2 separate regions of the Gossypium arboreum genome follow, and region 2 is linked to region 1. The links are chromatin contacts, called in public Hi-C maps. All regions are on one chromosome and are shown on one strand. The core of a region is the stretch at or near the end of the contact, and the rest is flanking DNA. Distances in the headings are between cores, read along the strand shown. Region 1 holds the start of LOC108465847 (probable WRKY transcription factor 15). Region 2 holds the start of LOC108473994 (beta-1,4-xylosyltransferase IRX14-like).

Region 1 (3,163 bases), core at 299-2,798:
TCTGAAATACATGTGACATTCTCAATTCATTTGTAAAATTTTTGAGATAATTTTCCGAAATTGAAACACATCACAAATTTTAATCAGTTTATGAATTTTTTAATAATTTCATTATAAGTTTTGATCATATCTATTATCTTTTATACAAGTCATAAAACTACCCGTAACCCATTTCTAACCCATAAGTAGGTGAACAATATATTTTAATACACTCAAATTACGTTCTATTGTATTGACTTCAATATTGACTTCAATATATATATCAATGAAACTAAAACTTAATTAACACTATGCCACACTACTAGCCGATTATTTAATTAATTTTAATAGAAAATATTAGTAACATACATGAATAATTGCATATAATATACTAATAAAACTTAATTAATAGTGGATTTGGACCAGACTGGTTAAGACATAGTTTTGACCGCATCATCCGCGTGTCCCAAGCTTCCTTAGACCAATTTGATCTGCATGGACCCCACAGATCAGGTCTAGAATAGCCATTTAAGTCAGTTAACCAAAATCTAGTTAGAAATTTTGAAGACAAAAAATAGTAAACTTGAGCAAAATTTATTAAATTATTCGCTAAAAATAATTATTGATTTATTTAAGTTATTAGATTATTAAAATAATATTTTTATTTAAACTGTTTATACTAATTGAAAATTCTCATTTTTCTTCTCTCCTATAGTTTAATTATTTTATAAAACAACTTTAAAATTATAAAGCGTAAACCATAATTCAAACTTCATTATATGTTATTTGAAACTAATTGTTAGGTTAACTTAAATCTGATGTATATTAATGATCTATCTTACCAATCGTTGAATCGTCGTTTGGAGTTTGTTAAACCGACTTTTAAAAAATTAACAAAGATAGTAACTTAAATAAAAAACTTTTAAATAATTCAATAATTATTTTGAAATTAAAGGACAAAAATATAAACTTAAAGGATAAAAATATAAACTTATTAATAATTTAATAATTTTTTAACATAAATATATAATTTATTTTGATAAAATAAATAATATGAAACCGTCTAATTTACTTTTGAGAAGAAACCGTCAATTTTGTTTAGGTTAAACTTTACCCACTAAAGTAAATTACTTGTAACCCTATTATTATACCTATCTAATGCTAAAGTAGAATCTCTAATTTTGTTAAAGAATAGATGAAGTAAACAAAATTATAAGAAGAAGAAGAAGAAGAAGAATGCATTAACAGTATAAGTAATTTAATTTAAAGAAAAACTAAAAAAATTTTCCCACGTAATATTAATGTTTAATAATTTAATATCTACGTAGATAAGTTATTAATTTAACAGCAAAAGATATGCCTTAAAAATCATTAAATAAAAAAAATTTGTTTTAGCGTACTTAAATTTATTTATTTCTATATTAATAATAATATTCATATTAATCCAACTTACACATAGTAAAAGTTAGAATATAATAATTTAATAATCTAATAATAATGATAAATAAAGTTAAAATCTCATTGATTGTTTTATTTAATTAATAAAGAAGTGAAATGTGATGCATATTAAGTTATAAAATAATCAAATGGTTGGATGTTCATGAAAAAAGGAATTATATGGTTGGAGTTGGATGTTATCAGTACCCATATAAGAGGGCAAATGTTAAAGTAACAAGTCAGTGACCTAATTGAGCAATAGGGTTCCATAGCCGATGGCACCATGTTGACCAAATTAGTCCAGTGCTCCCTTTATCAACAACCCTCTCTACGTTTTCTTTTCACTTTTTTTTTTCCTCTCTTCCTTTTTCCTCCCTTGAATGGTGTTGTTGCAGACATGGCCGTTGAACTCATGATGAGTTGCAGGAACGGTGACAGCTGCGCAGCCAAAATGGAAGAAAACGCCGTCAAAGAAGCCGCTTCCGGGCTCGAAAGTGTTGAGAAACTCATCAGATTACTTTCTCAAACTCAACAGCAGCAGCAAACTAACAGTAATAATCAAGAGAAATACCAAGCTTCCTCTATCTCAACAACATCTAATTCCCTGGATTTGGAAATGGACTGCAAAGCTGAGGCTGATGCCGCCGTTTCAAGGTTCAAGAGAGTTATCTCTCTTCTGGGTCGAACCAGGACCGGACATGCTCGTTTCAGACGAGCCCCTGTTCAACCCGATCAAGAGCAAGAAACCAAGGTTTATTACGCAACACCGATCCAGCAGATTCCGCCACCAGTGACTACTGCTTATCCTCTTCCTCCTCCTCCTCCTCCTCCTCATCATCATCATGATTTTATGACGGTGAAAACAGGGGGTTTAGAACGGATTGATTCGTCGAAAACCATTAATTTTTCGTATTCTTCTGCTGGGAATTCGTTTTTGTCATCCTTAACGGGAGATACTGATAGTAAGCAGCCATGTTCATCGTCATCTGCGTTTCAAATTACTAATTTTTCTCAGGTTTCCTCGGCTGGGAAGCCTCCTTTGTCGTCTTCTTCTTCTTTCAAGAGGAAGTGTAGCTCCGACAACTTGGGTTCTGGCAAGTGTACTAGTGGGTCTTCCGGTCGCTGCCATTGCTCTAAGAAAAGGTACTATTACTCAACCAATCGATTTCTTTTTTAACTTTCTTATCATGTTGTGTATTTAAAATTTTTGGTTTTTTGACAGAAAACTGAGATCGAAAAGGGTGGTGAGGGTTCCAGCAATAAGCCTGAAGATGGCCGATATTCCGCCAGATGATTACTCATGGAGAAAGTACGGTCAAAAACCGATCAAGGGATCCCCACACCCAAGGTATGTGGATTAGAAAAAGGTTTTGCACAAATTTCCACACATTGTTTTTCTGACTAGAAATTCCAACATACAACAGGGGTTACTATAAGTGCAGCAGTGTAAGAGGATGTCCAGCCCGTAAACATGTTGAAAGAGCCTTAGATGATCCATCGATGCTAGTAGTTACCTATGAAGGCGAGCACAACCATTCCCTATCTGTTGCTGAGACCACTAATCTCATCCTGGAATCTTCGTAAAAATCCCCCTCAAGTTTCAATTTTCATTTTCTCTTACATTATGTGTAGGATGGAACAGTTTTAAATGTGTTCTCAAGTTAAAAAGAAAATCAATCTCGAAGGAGATATTTCCTCTGTAAAATATATCTATATGCAGAAGCTTTGTTTAATTAAAAGGGAAGAT
Region 2 (3,163 bases), core at 179-2,678, 230 kb before region 1:
GGCATTCTAGGATTCTCCTCTTCATCCTTTTTCCGATCCGCCATCTCATCAGTATTAACCGAATGAGTAAGTATTCCAACTGAAACAGCCCCGAACCATTTCACATTTTGGATCTCATCAAAAAGTTCCATACTATGCATATTGCTATCATCGGCAAACATAACAATTCCATCCAATTTCTTCTCTCTAATAATTCTGTCCCAAAGTATCACGAAAACTTAATTAAATCTATAGTTCTAACAACCTAATCCCAAAACGTATGGATTTTAATGATTTTCACAATTGAATAAAATTTAAAATTAAACAAACAAGTACCTTAGAGCACGAAGACGCATCTTGGACTCTAATTTATGTCGTTCTTCCCAGGAATTCGGCATCCGTTGATTGAATCCGACGTGGATAGTTTTCAAACCCGATTTCGCAATAAGCGACGCCGTTTCGTTGCTGACGCCACCAGCTTCCACCACGATCCAAACCAGATCGTAGGGAACCAGCATTAGAGAGTGCATCACACCGGTCAAATGCAGCGCTTGGAAAGTGCGTACATACGTCGGAGTGACCACGATAACCGTCCTGGGATTCTTGATGCCGAATTGTGACCTCTGCTCCTTTTGAACTATTTCTATGATCCGGTGCGCCTTCATGACCTCAACCGGGTCCGGATGCGGCCACGGCCTGATCCGGATCCCGTGGCGCCCCACGACGACCCTCGAATTGGTGACCGTCTTGTTAAGCAAAGGCAAGTCAAGGTTGGCGACGGAGTTGTTGGAGAGAACGGAGTTGACATCGAGGGTTTTGACGAGCTCGGCAGTGGATCGGAACGGCGACGTATAGAAGTTAGTAGAAGAAGTGGAGAACAAAAAGAAGAAGACCAAGCGAGAAAAGCGGTAGCCGAGGAGCAAGCTGATTAAACAACAAAGAGCATGGAAGACAAGCCAGAAAATGGCGGCAGGGGATTTAATGGCACTGTCGGAAGACGAATCCAACGGCCCAGATGATCTGAAGCTGTTGGTTCGACGGTTGATGTAGCTCTGGTGCAACGCAGAAAGCTTCATCCTCTTCGAAATCTGTCCTCTCTGAAGCTCCTGCAACAGAGAGAAGAGGACGAAGAAGAAAACAATGGAAATATAACACGAATTATGATTATGTTTTCAAATATTTGGGTAGGTCGATTGGGTGGGGGAAGGTGGGGTTACGAAATCGATTACTTTGGAATTACGGTTGAATTGATTCAGGGTTACTGTCAGATTGCTGCTCTTGGGTTTGTGGCATGCCCATCTTCCTCTAAATTCTTTTTTGTTTGGGACATAAGCGCGTGGTTTAGGGGAATTTAGACACGCTTATAAAAGAAAATAAACCAAATGGAGGGTTTTAATTTGGGAAGAAATAAATTTCTTTTCCTAAATTTTCTGAATCAATAATTAGTTTAGGAAAATGAATTAATTAATTTTAATTTCAAAAGTATAAATTTTTTAAAAAAAAGGTGTGATTATTTAATTTTAAAGCAGAGAGAATAGGGTTTGATAAAGGGTAGAGTAGGAAGGAGAGAATGGGTTGGGTGGGCGGGTGGGTGGTTAGTTGGTTGTGATGATTAGGACCCCCGTCAACTGCTCGCTTCAAATTTTGAAGTTTTATTACTTTATTTTATAGGAAACATGAAAATAGTATTTTTCTCTTCTCTTATAAATCCAAATTAAGATGATTCCAAATCATTATCCATTCTATTTACTTTCCTCTTACAAACACACACTTCAAATTAACTTTTTTGTTCTGTCTATACACTGAATAAAAGCATTGGAAATGAAACCTTAACAACCACACTCCCAATCTTAATCAAACAAATTCCTTTCTAATATTACATGTAATGCCTGTTTTAAATCATGTTTCTTTTCATTTTGAAGAATATAATAAGTTGGAATTATATAAGAAAATAATTATAATATTAGTTTAAATAAAATTAGATAAAACATCATGCAACAATTATAATAATAGTTCATGATATATATAAAACATACTTACACTTAAATAATAAACACATTCAGTAATATTGATTAAAATGTAATTGTTAAAATTTTACTTCATTTTCAAAATAAACCTACACAAACTAAAGAAATAATGGATGTATAGGAAAAACAATTCTAAGAGTGATCCTTACACAAAACATAAATAACTTCCAAAATTTAAAATTAATATCATAATATTGTATTATCTCATTATCAATCAAAATAATTTTCAATCATCCTGTAGTTCTTTTATTCTTTGAATATGGGATTTTTTTTTACTCAATAATCCAAAAAATTAAATTAATAACTTAAATAGTATGGTCATATCATTATTTACCAAAATGAGGCGTTTTGAACAGTAACTAAGGGTGGTGCTTAACAAGAAGGCGACACCACCCATTTTTTGCCCACCATCATTAGGCTATCATTAAACCATAATAGGGATGAAAAAAAATTAATACTTTATTGTCACACCGCCCTACATGACGGCACCAGTATCACACTTATACCGAGTAAAATACGAGTAACATACGAGTTTTGAAAAAAAATAGTTTTTAATAGTTGGAGGAGAGATGTCAAGAGGCACCATTGGGTTGGAAGAGAGGTGTCAAGCGGCATCGAATGAAGGAAAGCTGGCAGGTGGCACCACTACAGCAGACACAACCAGACAGTCACAGGGTGATTTTTTTTTTTACGGCCTGCACTCTCTTGCACCCTTTTGTTGCTTTCTCCCTTCTCAAGCCAAATTTTCATGCGTTCACGGGTAAATTTATACCCATTTTTTACCCTTTATAAAAATCATGTTGGTCCCCTCAGCCATGGCACTAGTGTTGTGTAAAAGTAAAATGAAAGAGTTTAGGGAGAACAGAAGAGAAGAAGGTTTTATGGTGTTGGAAGGAGAGGAGGCAGCAATATATTAGGGTTTTAAGATACAATTTTTTGTAATTATTATTTTTTTGTTTGTTTTGTAATATTATTATTTGTCCTATTTTGTGGTTTTGAAAGGAGAGGAGGCAGCAGCAGGTTAAGGTTTAAAGGCACATTTTTAATTTTTTTAATTAGTATTTGTTTGTTTGTTTTGTAATCTTTATTATTTGTCCTATTTCGTGGTGTTGCGTTATTTATTAGTTGGACGTAAATGTTGATTTGAGGTTAGATTT

What was found. Hi-C and Micro-C count contacts between places; a contact is called where the count stands out from the background.
Region 2: a Hi-C map of leaf shows a contact between it and region 1, with 2.3 times the contacts expected there. The contact joins the promoter of LOC108473994 here to the promoter of LOC108465847 in region 1. A contact is called at or near these places in 2 of 5 Hi-C or Micro-C datasets (both in leaf).

What each region holds. Positions count from the first base shown.
Region 1 is chr11:36,779,612-36,782,774 of ASM2569848v2, reverse strand. LOC108465847 (probable WRKY transcription factor 15) reads left to right here and starts at 1,548. Exons shown (of 3, transcript XM_017766231.2): 1 at 1,548-2,559; 2 at 2,639-2,764; 3 at 2,841-3,155. The coding sequence starts at 1,700. The coding sequence ends at 3,000.
Region 2 is chr11:37,014,108-37,017,270 of ASM2569848v2, reverse strand. LOC108473994 (beta-1,4-xylosyltransferase IRX14-like) reads right to left here and starts at 1,428. Exons shown (of 3, transcript XM_017775840.2): 1 at 316-1,428; 2 at 1-195. The coding sequence starts at 1,055.